Linked DNA regions of Sus scrofa: all the other regions are linked to region 1. A link is a contact called in public Hi-C and HiChIP or PLAC-seq data. All regions are on one chromosome and are shown on one strand. Each heading gives the region's core, a stretch centred on a gene start, on an enhancer-like site or on the middle of the called end of the contact. The rest is flanking DNA. Distances are from core to core; before and after follow the strand shown.

Region 1 (4,438 bases), core at 1,252-3,751:
AGGATATTCAGAGAAACAAAGGATTCATGGAGTGCCCCCAGAGGAGCCTTAACTATGCTTTTATTTAGCTTGCTTTATAGCAATCGGTAGATTTTAGCAAACAGTTTATTTCTACAATAAATAAGAAAATGTGTATATAACTGAAATAGAAAATGTGTATATAATTGGAATGAAAGGAATTTAAATTGGGTGTTAAGAGTCGATGAGACCCTCTAAGCTTATTGCTAGGTTTTCCTAGAATCAGTTCTTTTCAAACATTATTTTAAAACAGAACAACTATATTTTCAAACAAAATATGATAAATGAAACAGATAAAAGTAAAGCTGCTCTGGAGTTCCCACTATGGCTCAGCGGCAATGAATGTGACTATAATCTGTGAGGATGCAGGTTCGATCCCTGGCCCTGCTCCAGTGGGTTAAGGATCTGGCATTGCTCTGGCTCTGGTGTAGGCTGGCAGCTGCAGCTCAGATTCGACCCCCATCCTGGGAACTTCCATATGCCACAGGTGTGGCCCTAAAAGTTCAGAAAAAAAAAAAAAAGCAGAGCTGTTCTGAGCTCTGATTGACGTTGGGGTGGCATGGAGAAGGAGGCAGGGGAGGTCCACCCTCTTAGTTACCTCATCCCACCAAAGAGCTATCTATGGCTTCTGAGGGATTCTAAGAATACAGTTTGAAAACTGAATTGGAGGAACTTTTTTTTTCTTTTTGGCCGTCCCTTTGATGTCAAAAAGATGTTACCGGAATCGGGGTTCTTGTTCACGCAGCTGATGAGTGAACTCTGCAAACACACAGGCAGCAAGCAAGCAAAGTCTTTATTACAGGAAAGCAAATAGTTCCCAGTGCTGCCGGGAGGGGGGAGAAGAGCCCCTGTTCTCTATTGTCTTATAGGGGTTTTTAATCCCTTAAAGATGGGGGGATACCAACACGGGGTCCAGAAAGATGTTTTTTTTTTCCCATTGGCCTTGCCCAGTTACCTATATCAGTCCTTGTCCAGTAGAGGTTGTAGGGGTGTAAATTTCCTGTAAGTCTCATTGTTTCTTTGCCCTTTTTGTCCCGTAAACTGAGTCACAGTTTACCTGGGTGTGTAGGTACATTCCCTATAGTAAACAAGGCGTGTGGGGAGGTTACTCCCTGGACCTCTTAAGCCACAATGTTAATCAACAGCCATATCAAAGAAGGCATTGAGGCCCATGCTCCTACACTGACTACCTGAGTTATTATTCTGCCTTAATCTGGCCAGGGATCAGAACCATGCTGCCACCTACACCGCAGCTGAGCCAACACCAGATCCTTAACCCACTGTCTGTGCCTGGCGGGGGATTGAACCTGTGTCCCAGCGCTCTGGAGACGCTGCCGATCCCCTTGTGCCATAGCGGTAACTCCCGGAGGAACTTCAGAGTCTCTCTTCTTCAAAATTCTATTAATGATGGCAGGTAAGACCTGGGCTCTCTTTTGGTCCCTGCCCCTTTAAGGTGAGGAAGTTACCAGGAATCAGCTCCAGGAGAGACAAAAACACACATGTGTGGCCTGGAGCCAAGGCCAGTACCCCTTTTCATGGCCAGACCCAGGGAACTAGAAGCCACATTTCTCTGATCCAAGATTGATAAAGGCTAAATAACTTGACGTTGGCTTGCGTTCTCCCGGGCCCCTCCTTCCCTGCCCGCCTTGTACCCGCTCAGAACTAAAAGTCTCCAAGCTCATTCAGCAATTTCTCTGGGCTTCCGAGTTGATCAGAATTTTATATACAGAGTAAATAGTCTGTTGCCAACCGAGATGAGAAGAGAGTTTGATTCATTTGTCACCATCCTGCACCTTGTCAGCTAGCTGGTTGATCTCCTTTACAGATCCAGCGAGGAACCAGGCATGCAAACAAGGGTAACAGAAGAGAGATTAAAGAACAGTTTTTACCAGGGTGTGGTCAGGTTTAAGTGAACTGACAAAGGCGTGTAAAGCACCCAGGGACTAGAACAGCTGGAAGAGTTATCACCACTAGGCCTGAAAAAAACAAGGGAAGAGAATGGTCTTCCAACAGTTGGGAACTTGGTAAAAAACACCTCCACTTCCATGTTACAAATGAGTAATCTAAAGATAAGGAAAAGATAAGGAACATAGGATGTGGATGGGTAAGGAACTTATTGACTCTTACTGAAATGGCGGCTTTCAAAACTCCTCCTGGGGCTGGCTAAGCCACGGGTCTCACTTGGACGTACCCAGCCACCAGTCGAAAATGACCAGTTTATTGCTAGGAGTTGGGACTACTACTCCCGGCATGCATTTCTCTGCTTCTAGCGCAAACTTTTCAACGCTAGGATAAAGAGAATTGTGTGCCGGGACTTGTAGTTCCCTGCTTGGGGTGGGACGTCTCCTGGAGCGCGCTCATTGGCGCTGAGGTCACCGCCCCCTTCCCCTCGCCCTACCTCAGCGTCTCACGCACGCACACGCGTGCCCACGCCCCCTCCCTAGGCCCAGGGCGCAGGCGCGCGCACGCTCCTCGGACCCCGTAGGCGGGGCGGGGAGGGGGGCCGGGGGAGGAGGAGGGGGAAGTTGTGGGGGGGGCGAGGTGTCTATTGAGTAGAAGGCAGTGGGTTATGAAGAGCGCGAAGGCCCTGTTTTCAGGCGGGTGGACTCTGCACTGGGCCTAGAGCCGGCAGGAGGTTCCGGAGCCAAGCCAGCGAACCTTGAGAGTAGCCATCGACCGCTGAGAGCCGGAGGGCAGTAGGGGCGAAGCCCCGGCCTAAGCCGCGCGGAGATGTCGGGCTGTGGCGCTTGTACTTGCGGCGCCTCCGCCGCGCGGCTCATCACCTCGTCGCTCGCCTCCGCGCAAAGAGGTAACGAAGTAGTCCTGACCCGAGCCCTTTGCCTAGTCGCCGGCGGTGAGGATCCGGTGGAGGGCAGGAGGCTTGCCTATCCCATCCCGAGGGTGTGAGGGGGTGCGCGGCCCTTCTCCTGGCACCCCTCACTTTCCGTGTGATGGGGCTCTGCCAACCTCTGAAGCAGCTGTTTCTTACTTTTGAAGCGAGCCCCTTGTGCTCCCCCTCACGGCCGCTTTCAGGCCTTCTGACACTGGGGCCAGAATGTGCCTACTTCGCAGAAACTCTGAGCTACAGGCACAAAATACTCGGTTCGTTGAAGTGTCCCAGACCCCACTTAAAGCTCCGCCAGGTACTGCCGCTTGCCCTGGCTGCGGCTCCCCTTCCGGAGCCCGGCCGGGTGCCCCTTGGGCCTGTTGGGGACTGCGGGAAGGGCTCAGGTGAGGGGCTGCCGCGGGGGGCCGAGCCGGCGGTCTGGGACGCAGGCAGCGCGAGGCTGGCAGTGTCACAGTTGCTGTGTGGCCCCGCACACCGGGACGTAAACGGGACTCGCCGTACTTTTCAAGGCCCACAGGAAAGAGCCCGAGGAGATGGAAATTCCGCAGAAATTGTTTTTGAACTACTTAGGTGTCTCAGCAGTTGTTTGCGGATTTTCTGAACTTGACGGTGCCAAGTAGTTTTTAAGGGTGATTCTTGTTTACCTTTCTTTTCTCTTTATCGGGAGATGTGAAAGAGTGGCACTCCGGCCAAGAGATTTCCGGAAAAGAAACCATTTTTTCTCTTCCCCAAGTCTATAAATATCAGACGAGGCTAGGTCCTGCTGGGTCTTGTAACCACTAACTTGTAGACAAATTCATTTTGTTCTGGATTATCAGCTTATGATCTCTGGATTTTCAAAATGCTCCCTTTTCCTATTTTTAGCTGAATTGCGAAGTCCTTATCATTTACTAAATGTTTGTTTTTTGACCGTTTATTTCACAAAGAGGGATTAAATGATGTGTGGGCAGGAGCATTTTGTAAAATGGTACATAAATCCAAAGGAGGGAATTTAGTTCCAAGAGACTGTTAAACCTGAACAAGTGGATGCCGCTATTCTAGGAATTTGAGTTTAGTGGAAGTGACATATATTTAAATTCATTTGTTTGACAAATCTGAAGAGGGCCTACTATGGGCCAAGGCCCTCTTTTGTTGATGGATATGGAACAGTGAACAAGTCCTCACCTTCAAGTTTAAATCCAGTGAAGTAGGCAATGATATTGTTTCTGGGCCTGTATAAGGTATGTGTATGTTCTCTATGGATAGGGATGGCTTCTTTGACAAAGTCCTTTATCTCTTTCCATCACTTGTCCCAGAACACTATAAATTATAGGAAGTGTGCAGTTATATCTTTCTTTTTCTTTTCAAAACAACAGCTGCTTTAAAAAACCATGCCGTGGGAGCGGCCCAAGAAACAGCAACAACAACAACAACAACAACAACAAAAGACAAAAAAGACAAAAAGACAAAAAAAAAATTAAATCCATCATTAGGTAAATCAACAAAAGTTAATGACTTATTTAAGAATTACCTATTTGTTTTTCAGTTAATGTAAGTTTACTAGAAGTTTTCAGACATACCAAACCATAATTT
Region 2 (4,438 bases), core at 945-3,444, 98 kb before region 1:
AACAAGACATAAAACACAGCCTGAAAGTTGAGAGTCAGGTTTTACTTGGGGCAAAACTAAGACCTAAACCAAGGAGAGAGCATCTCAGGTAGCCCTGAGAAACCACTTCGAGGAGGTGATGGGGGAAGCTAGGATATATGAGTTTTTGCAACAAAGGGGAGGTACTAGGAACAAAAGATGTACAGAAAACCAGTTTCTGTGGGCTTACTGGAATCACTCCTTTGCTGTGCACCTCAGCTACAGATCAGTATTCTTTCTTTCCTGAATTCCCTCAGGACTCACCAGCCCACCCTTCCAAGTGACTTCATTCATAAGTGACCATGACAACTTTTGTCCATTTAACTACAGCCCAGGAGGCCGTATTTCAGATAGCTCTCAAATAGCCCCAAAGAGGAAAGGGGAATATCAAGATATATGTGAGGAAGGGGAAGGTGCGTGCAGCCGTGCACACATGTTACCAAGTTTGCTGCTGGTCTCATGAAAGTTACTACTAGTCACGAGGAGCAGACATCACCATGAAGGGTTTTAGTGTCTTTCTAGATATGAGGAGATGCAAGAAGTGGGCTCATAAAATCTCCTAAAATATCTGAAGACCTGCTCTTCCAGTTTTCCCAGAGCTCAGAGTGCCTCACTCCTGGTCTCCACCCTGAGCTCCACCAGGGGTGTGTGTGTGTGTATTAGGACCCCAAAAAAGGCTCTTGGCAAGTTGTGTTTGAGAGGTCAGAGACTTGAGCAGTGCAGAGAATTCTAGAGGCTGAAAAGCAGAGGAAAGGTCATTTGGCTTTCAGGATCCCAGATTCACGCAGTTCAGCTGGGGGACCTTGGGAATTACAGCAGCACTCTTGAGAATCACTTGCCTTGAGTGTTAGATAGCTCCCTCTGTTGCCAAAACTCAGGCCTCAGTCCACTGGAGCTGAATAGAAACATGAGAAAGGAGAAAGAAATAGCTTTATTGGGAGTTCCCGTCGTGGCGCAGTGGTTAACGAATCCGACTAGGAGCCATGAAGTTGCGGGTTTGACCCCTGCCCTTGCTCAGTGGGTTAAGGATCCGGCTATTGCCATGAGCTGTGGTGTAGGTCGCAGACGTGGCTCAGATCCCGCGTTGCCGTGGCTCTGGCAGCTACAGCTCAGATTCGACCCCTAGCCTGGGAACCTCCATATGCTGCGGGAGCGGCCCAAGAAATGGCAAAAAGACAAAAAAAAAAAAAAAAGAAAGAAATAGCTTTATTGCTTTGCTGGGCAAAGGAGGCCACAGCAGGCTAATGCCCTAAAGGCTGTGCCCTCCTTTGGGGGAGAACAGGAAGTGGGCTTATAGTTTGGGAGTAGAAGGTAGGGCCACAGGTAAGGCTCAGGGTAGATGCAAGCTTGTATTCTTCAAATCTAGTGGCCCCAGGACTGGTGATCCTCCTCTCTAATTTTCATTTGTTGGGTGTTTTTGTTTTTTCTTTGGTCTTTTAGGGCCACACTAGCGGCATGTGGACGTTCCCAGGCTTAAATCACAGCTGCAGCAAACCATGTCTGTGGCCTACATCGCAGCTCACAGCAACACCAGATCCTTAACCCACTCACTGAGTGAGGCCGGGAATCAAACCTGTGTCCTCTTGGATACTGGTCGGGTTTGTGACCATTGGGCTACTGTGGGAACACCCTTATTGGGGGTTTTAGTTCTGCAAAAGAACTCAAAGATATTGTAATGGATATTCCTTCAAGAGAAACCTGGACACTGCCCCAAGGCTGCACTAGTTGACTGTTCTTACCTGTCTCTGCATCCCCTCACTTCCCTGATTAGCTACTGTTTGAACCTGCCCTTTAGAACTCAGGGAAAGTCATGGAAGCTGAAGCTTATTTATGGAAACCAAAAAATGGGGGACACAGAAAAGTTTGTGTGGAGGAGCCCACACGGCCCTGCTCAGTTTCTCTTGTACAGCGGTTTTTCAGAGAATCGATTCAAGTCCTAGGCAGTAGGTGGTAGCAATTCCCCAGAGAAGACCAGCAGGCTCAGCCTTGAGCTGAGACAAGGGCAAGGGAAAGAATGCCTGGCTTAGCTTTTACTCCAACCTTCCCTGAGGGTGTTCCCAAGCAGGCGAGGGCACCTCCGAGGGGGCGCACACCTCGCGCCTAGGGCTCTCCTGCGGAGGGACAGCAGACAAACTGCGCGGAGGAGGTGGCGGAGGCGGGCTCGGGAGGGGGCGGGCCCTCCCTGGGCTGGGCGGAGCTCGAGGGCGCCGGTGGCGCCAGGCAGAGGGGAGGGCCAGGCAGGTAGGCCTGGGCACGTGTTGGGGCGAGGGAGTCCCACGGGCAGGCGACACGCTGCGAGCCGCCGCGCACCGCTGGCAGAACGCAGGCAGCGCCGAGGTCAGCCTGGAGAGCGCCGGGACTTAGGCGGCGACCGTCGTAGGCGGGGCAGGAGGGTCAGCGCGGCGCCGGCCTCTCAGCCTGGCCCCGCACGGGGAGGGGGCTCGCGGTCCCCGCAGGGGCTGCTCCCCGCGCCACGTCCCTTCAGAAGGCAGGTGTCAGTACGTTATCGTCTCATCCCATGTCATAGCCCCTCCCCCAGGCCTGGGATTTCCCGGCTGCCCGGCCCCATTATCCCCAGGCCCAACCCCCGCGCCGACCCGCGGTCCCTGCCGGTTCTTCTTCTCAACTGGCCGGTCCGCCGCAGGAGACTCTGGTCAGGACGTTCTCACCCGCGTCACTTCATCCCTCTGCCTGGCTCACCCCAAGTCCGTGAACCCCGGGCCGGGTCCAGCCCATTGTCCACGGGCCCAGCTCCGCGCTGACCGCAGGCTCGGCCCTAGCCCCCACCCGGCGTGTCTCTCCCGGCAACGCGCGGCGACCCGAGATGCAACCCGCAGGCTGGGCGGCGGTCAGGGAGGCGGCGGGCCGCGACGTGCTGGCCGCTGACCTCCGCTGCAGCTTCTTCGCCTCGGCCCTGCAGAGCTACAAGCGCGACTCGGTTCTGCGGCCTTTCCCTGCGTCCTACGCCCGCCACGACTGCAAGGACTTTGAGGCCCTGGTAAGTGTGCTTTTTCCCGGCGCTGACCCGGGCGTCCCAGACCACGTTGCCCTTGGAATCCGTGTTAGTGAAGGTGCCAGCCCCAGACTTTCCTTGGGGAAAGGTTTCTAGGCGTTAAGAACACTTCTAAAGCACCAGGTGGCTGCTTCCTCTTGTTAATACAAGTGACTCCCCGGGTGAAGTGAGGAAATCAGCAATTGCATAGGCTTCCCCAAAATTTCCTAGTGTGGTCAGTAATGGGGAGTTGATTTGCGTCAGCTGATTCTGCTCAACCGGAAGTTAGTTATCCCTTTGCAAGTTATGAGACACCAGAAGTCACCAACGCCACCCAGACCTCCATCTTCAGATGAGGTAATATATGCGCAGTACTTTTGTAGATTATAACATGTACAGTATACATGTGAGCTGTTATTTCCTTGATGATTCACGAAGCACTCAATTTCTTGCAGAGTTCACCTCAGGGTCAGCATTCCAGGTATCAGTTATTTTTATAATCTAAATGTTTGGAATTATCGAGAAGAATATAACTTAACCAAATTGATTGATCAAAACCTACAATTATTAAAGACATTGAAGTAGTAGTCAAAGATTTTCCCTTAGAACTCCAGGACTACCTGGTTTCATTGGTGGGTTCTATCAGTCACTGAGGGAATAAGTAATCCAGTTTTATAGAAATTCTTCCAGAGTATTGAAAATTGGCTAGTGTAATCTTGAAATTTAATGAGATAATATCCTTTCCTGTATTATCCTTAAGAAGGATAATATCCTTAGAAAGGATAATACAGGAAAAGAGAACTGTTGGCCAATATGACTCAAGAGTATAAATATAGAAATCCTCTGTAAAATATTAGGATCCTGAAACCAGCAATATATAAAAAGAATAACTCCTTATTAATAAATTGAGTTTAATCACAGAAATGAAAAATTCGTTCAGCCTTAGAAAATCTCACTTTTTTTTTTTTTTTTTTTCCAGCCATGCCCACAGCATGTAGAATTTCTCAGGCCAGGGATCAATCCCATTGCCACAGTAGTGACTGAGCTGCTACAGTGAAAATGACAGATCCTTAATCTGCTGCACCACAAGGGAATTCCCTAGAAAATCTCTCTTTCTCTCTCTCTTTTTTTTTTTTTTTTAAGGGGCTGTACTCACAGCATATGGAGGTTCCCAGGCTAGGGATCAACTTGGAGCTATAGCTGCTGGCCACAGCCACAGCCATGCCAGATCTGAGCCTCATCTGTGACCTACACCACAACTCATGGCAACACCGTATTCTTAACCTACTGAGCGAGGCCAGGGATTGAAGCTGCAACCTCATGGTTACTAGTCAGATTCATTTCTGCTGTGCCACAATGGGAACTCCTCCCTAGAAAATCTCAATGTTATGAACCACACTAACAGAATTTGATCATGTTTAGAATCGA
Region 3 (4,438 bases), core at 605-3,104, 71 kb before region 1:
TGCCAGGGTTGGGGGTCACTTGCCATCTTGTCCCACTGTTGGAGTCCATGAAGGAGTTTCTCACGGGGATGAGCAGCAGGTGAGACAGGGAAAGTGGTTATTGTTATCGTTAATAGTCCCGACTCCTACTTGTACACACAAGTGGTTTCCAGCCTTCAGGATTCAATAAACTTGTAAAATCTTACCCCTTAGATCTGGGAAATAGGCACAAGGTTCCTAAGTTTGGGGGACATTATCCTTTGGTTTAAAATCATCTGGCTCTTTCTACTTGAAAATTCCATTTCTTTCCCACTCCTTCCTGGAGTGTCTCTAGTGCACACTTGCATGGTTTAGATCATCTCCCAGTGGGCCAGAGAGGATTTCCCCTGCTCAAAATGATATCTGTGCATGTCTGAAAGTGAAAAGCCTTTTGCTAAGTACCCTGCACCTGCTGCCATCTGGTCAGACACCATTAGCAAGGTCATCCTTCTAGATACCAAAGTCTTGCTTAAGAAAAGACGGGTTACAAGAGGTACAAGAGGAGCTATAAAAGAAAAGATCAGGATGAGCTCATTGCATAGCTGTCTTTGTACATTTAGAAAATGTTCTGGTGAAAGGCGTGTCAGCATCAGGGCAAACAGTCCCAGATTTTTTGAGTGAAGGAGCACGCACAAAGCTTCATTTCATGGCTCAAATTCATCATTTCATCTTCTTTGAGCCAGAAGTGGTTGCATACACTTTGAAAAAATGTTTTTCTCTTTGTTCCAACATCACTCTTTTTTCCCCCTGACGCAGGGCCTCAAGCCAGCTCTCCTGGGTTTCCAGCCATTGGTTTACGGTCATGATATCCCTGTATCTGCTGCTGCTGCTCATAGTGAGTGTCATCAACTCCTCAGCTTTCCAACACTTTTGGAATCGCGCGAAGAGATAATCCTTCTGGGCTTGGTGTCGGGGCCATTTCAACCATGTGCCTTACGGTAACTTGCTCCAAACCTCCCGTGCCCCTTGTCCAGCCAGGTTGAGCCTGGGGACAGGTTGGGGACCAACCACAGGACAGTTTTCACATGCCATAAATGTATCCATTGCCTTTGATGATGCTCTCAGCCACACTCTAGTCAATGGAGGTCACTGATCCCTCACTCAGGTTTGGGGGGAGATCTCCTTCTGCTTCTTCCTAAACAGTCTTAGGGAGTTGGCTTTTTTTGCCAGGGCCAAAGGAGAAAGTCCTGCCGTATTTAAAAACAAAGTGTCCAGGCTGTCAGTGGGGTGTTTACAATCGCTTCTGGCGGACACTGGCCTTTTCTCTAATGCCTTCTGGAAGGCAGAAAATGTGTAGTGGGGACTATAAATCACTAGGCTGTTGCCTTGTTTTGACTTGAGACACCCAAGAGGAACAGTCATGTTTCTCATAAAAATCGGTGGGATCGTTCTGAATTCCATCAGCCTTTGTATGTGAGTGCAAAACACTTTCACAGTTTTCTCACATCGACAAACAGCCTTCTGCTACAGCTGTAACCCCTCTGCCCGGACCATGGATGAGAAAGGAAGGAGTCAGAAACCTGATAAAAAACAATGAGCAACTCAAGTTGTCTCTCTCTAAAAATTACCTACTACTGATGACAGCTGAGACGGAACCAAATGTTTGTTTTCTGATTTTAAAAAAAGCAAAACAAAACAAAAAACACAACTCTGACAAATTCGTCTTTGTGAGCTGAGTAAAAGGGGAAATTTCTAAACCCAGAGCACCACTTGGCCCGTGTTTGCAGCCTCTTTCCTGGCCGTGTTTTAGGGAGGAGGATTTGAGCGGCAGGCCTGCCTCCTGCACTCGTTCTCACAAAGCTGCCGTGATTGCAGCTTGCCAGCCTTTGGTGCCACACTGCACGCCTTCTGTGGGCGGCTGGCCTTTGAGACAGGCCTGCGTCTCTGGGACTCGGCCTGGCTTTACACGTGCGGGAAAAGCCTCAGGCTGCTCAGAGAGCTGCAGTTCTACCTGCTGTGTTTGCTGCCCCTCCTTCCTGTACCATGTCAGCCGTCATGGAACCCTATGTGATTTGGGTGATTTCTGTAAAGGTGGAAAGTCATTTTTCTATAATTTGTAAAGTTGTGAAAAAGCCACTATCATGGTTTTTACATTGAATATTGGAACATTTCAGAAATAATAAAGGTATTTTCCTAATTTCCAAGTTGTCTTTGTGAACTGCTTTTAGCCTCAAGCGCAAGGCTGCCATGTATTCACTGGTTGAAAAATCTTTTTTTTTTTTTTTTTTTTTTTGTCTTTTTGCCATTTCTTGAGCCGCTCCCGCGGCATGTGGAGGTTCCCAGGCTAGGGGTCAAATTGGAGCTGTAGCTGCCAGCCTACGCCAGAGCCATAGCAACGCAGGATTCGAGCCGCGTCTGTGACCTACGCCACAGCTCACGGCAACGCCAGATCGTTAACCCACTGAACAAGGGCAGGGATCGAACCCGCAACCTCATGGTTCCTAGTCGGATTCGTTAACCACTGCGCCACGACGGGAACTCCTGAAAAAATCTTATCATTGCCTTCCTTCCTTGTTTGAGGTGGATGTTTGCTAGAGAGCATATTTCCCCACGATATCTGTAGGCATTGGATTTCTTTCTTTCTTTCTTCTTCTTATTTTGCTTCTTTGGACTGCACCTTCGGCATTTGGAAGTTCCCAGGCTAGGGGTCAAATCAGAGCTGCACCTGCCAGTCTATACCATAGGTACAGCAACACCAGATCCGAGCATGTCTGTGACCTACACCACAGCTCACAGCAATGCCAGATCCCTGACCCACTGGGCAAGACCAGTGATCAAACCTGCATCCTCATGGATACGAGTTGGACTCGTTTCTGCTGCACCACAATGGGAACTCTGGCACTGGGTTTCTAGTCATTGATTTAGCAAATGTGCACACTTGCTGTGTGCCAGGCACTGGAAATAGGAGCAGGAGCAGGTCAGATTGCCCCTGTCCTCATGGAATTGGCCATCTAGCAAGGTGGGTAAATGGACAAACATTCTCAGGAGTGCGGTTGGCATTCTATGGCATTGTGAAGGAGTTTTGGAAAACACTTGGCAAGGAATCTTCACATGGTCTGGGTGACACATGTAGCACTACAGGGCACCTTACTTGTACTGATTTCTTTAATCCTCACAACAGGTGAAAAAGTGAAGTTCCAGAGAGTTTAACAGCTTGCCCAGGGTTCCATGGCTAGGAAGTGGCGAGCTGAGAGTTGAACCTCGCAGACTGGTTTCAGTGTCAGTTTCATAACTCCTGTGCTGTACATCCCCCTGGGCTCCCAGGAAGGGTGATGTTCAGCTGAAATCTGAAAGAGCCAGCTGTGTTAGGCTCAATCATGGAGGAAGAGGATTTCAGGCAGTGCAGACAGCACATGCAAAAACCTAGAGTTCTTTCTCGAGAAGCTAGAAGTAGGAGTGTCAGAAAGGATGGGGCTGTGGTGAGAAATGGAGCTGAAAAAGTGTGCAGGGGCCAGATCATGGAAGACTTTAAAAGTGGTGGGCTGGGAACAGCCATTGGGATTTTAAAAAAATTTTATTATTTTTATTTTTATTAAAATATAATTGATTTAGGAGTTCCTGCCGTGGCTCAGTGGTTAACACACCCAACTGGTATCCATGAGGACTCAGGTTCGATCCCTGCCCTTGCTCAGTGGGTTAAGGATCCAGCATTGCCGTGAACTGTGGTGTAGGTTGCAGACCCACCTTGGATCCCTTGTTGCTTTGGCTTCGGAGCAGGCTGGCGGCTACAGCTCTGATTCGCCCCCTAGCCTGGCAACCTCCATATGCCTCAGGTGCGGCCCTAAAAAAGACAACAGAAATATAGTTGATTTACAATGTTATGTCAATTTCTGCTGTACAGCAAAGTGACCCAGTCATACATATATATATACACACACACACGTATATACATATATACACATATATACATATACACACACACATATTTATATGTATATACATATACTGTCCTTTTTCTTTCTTTTTTTGCTGCCTTGTGGCATGTGGAGTTTCTTGGTCAGGAATCAGATCTGAGCTGCAGTTGTGAATGCTGGATTCTTTTTTTTTTTTTTTTGTCTTTTTAGGGCCATACCTGTGGCATATGGAGAGTCCCAGGCTAGGGGTCCAATTGGAGCTACAGCTGCCAGCCTATGCCACAGCCATAATGATGAGGAATCCGAGCTACACCTGTGACCTACACCAAATCTCACAGCAACGCTGGATCCTTAACCCACTGAGCAAGGCTAGGGATTGAACCCGCAACCTCATGGTTCCTAGTCAGATTCTTTTACACTGTGCCACGAGGGGAACTCCTGAATGCTGAACTCTTAACACACTGTGCTGGGCCGGGGATTGAACCTGCATCCCAGTGCTCCAGAGATGCTGCCAATCCTGTTGCATTACAGTGGGAATGCCTACGTTTCCTGTTCTTATATTGTTT

What was found. A called contact is a pair of places that touch in the nucleus more often than the background predicts. HiChIP or PLAC-seq counts read pairs in DNA pulled down with a chosen protein or histone mark.
Region 2: a contact with region 1 is called in an H3K27ac HiChIP or PLAC-seq map of alveolar macrophages. The contact joins the promoter of PARP16 here to the promoter of CLPX in region 1. A contact is called at or near these places in 4 of 5 promoter capture datasets (fetal liver, fetal skeletal muscle and liver), 7 of 47 Hi-C or Micro-C datasets (alveolar macrophages, embryonic fibroblasts, fibroblasts and 2 more) and 2 of 2 datasets of contacts at active chromatin or transcription factors (alveolar macrophages and skeletal muscle).
Region 3: a contact with region 1 is called in a Hi-C map of omental adipose tissue, with 1.7 times the contacts expected there. The contact joins the enhancer-like site here to the promoter of CLPX in region 1. A contact is called at or near these places in 4 of 5 promoter capture datasets (fetal liver, fetal skeletal muscle, liver and 1 more), 23 of 47 Hi-C or Micro-C datasets (adipose tissue, alveolar macrophages, brain and 13 more) and 2 of 2 datasets of contacts at active chromatin or transcription factors (alveolar macrophages and skeletal muscle).

The regions. Positions count from the first base shown.
Region 1 is chr1:163,220,130-163,224,567 of Sscrofa11.1, reverse strand. CLPX (ATP-dependent Clp protease ATP-binding subunit clpX-like, mitochondrial) reads left to right here and starts at 2,501. Exons shown (of 14, transcript XM_021100084.1): 1 at 2,501-2,827. The coding sequence starts at 2,749.
Region 2 is chr1:163,317,803-163,322,240 of Sscrofa11.1, reverse strand. It overlaps PARP16 (mono [ADP-ribose] polymerase PARP16), which reads left to right and starts at 2,194. Exons shown (of 4, transcript XM_021100127.1): 1 at 2,194-3,016. The coding sequence starts at 2,843.
Region 3 is chr1:163,290,502-163,294,939 of Sscrofa11.1, reverse strand. It overlaps PARP16 (mono [ADP-ribose] polymerase PARP16), which reads left to right. Exons shown (of 4, transcript XM_021100127.1): 4 at 775-2,162. The coding sequence ends at 910. Among named protein-coding and RNA genes, the nearest start is that of PARP16, 27 kb to the left of the region's middle. Within about 2 kb of position 1,854, at least 13 of the 83 cell types and tissues checked have an H3K27ac peak or open chromatin away from gene starts, as enhancers often do. A contact at or near this core is called in adipose tissue, omental adipose tissue, retroperitoneal adipose tissue and 2 more, where this site is marked.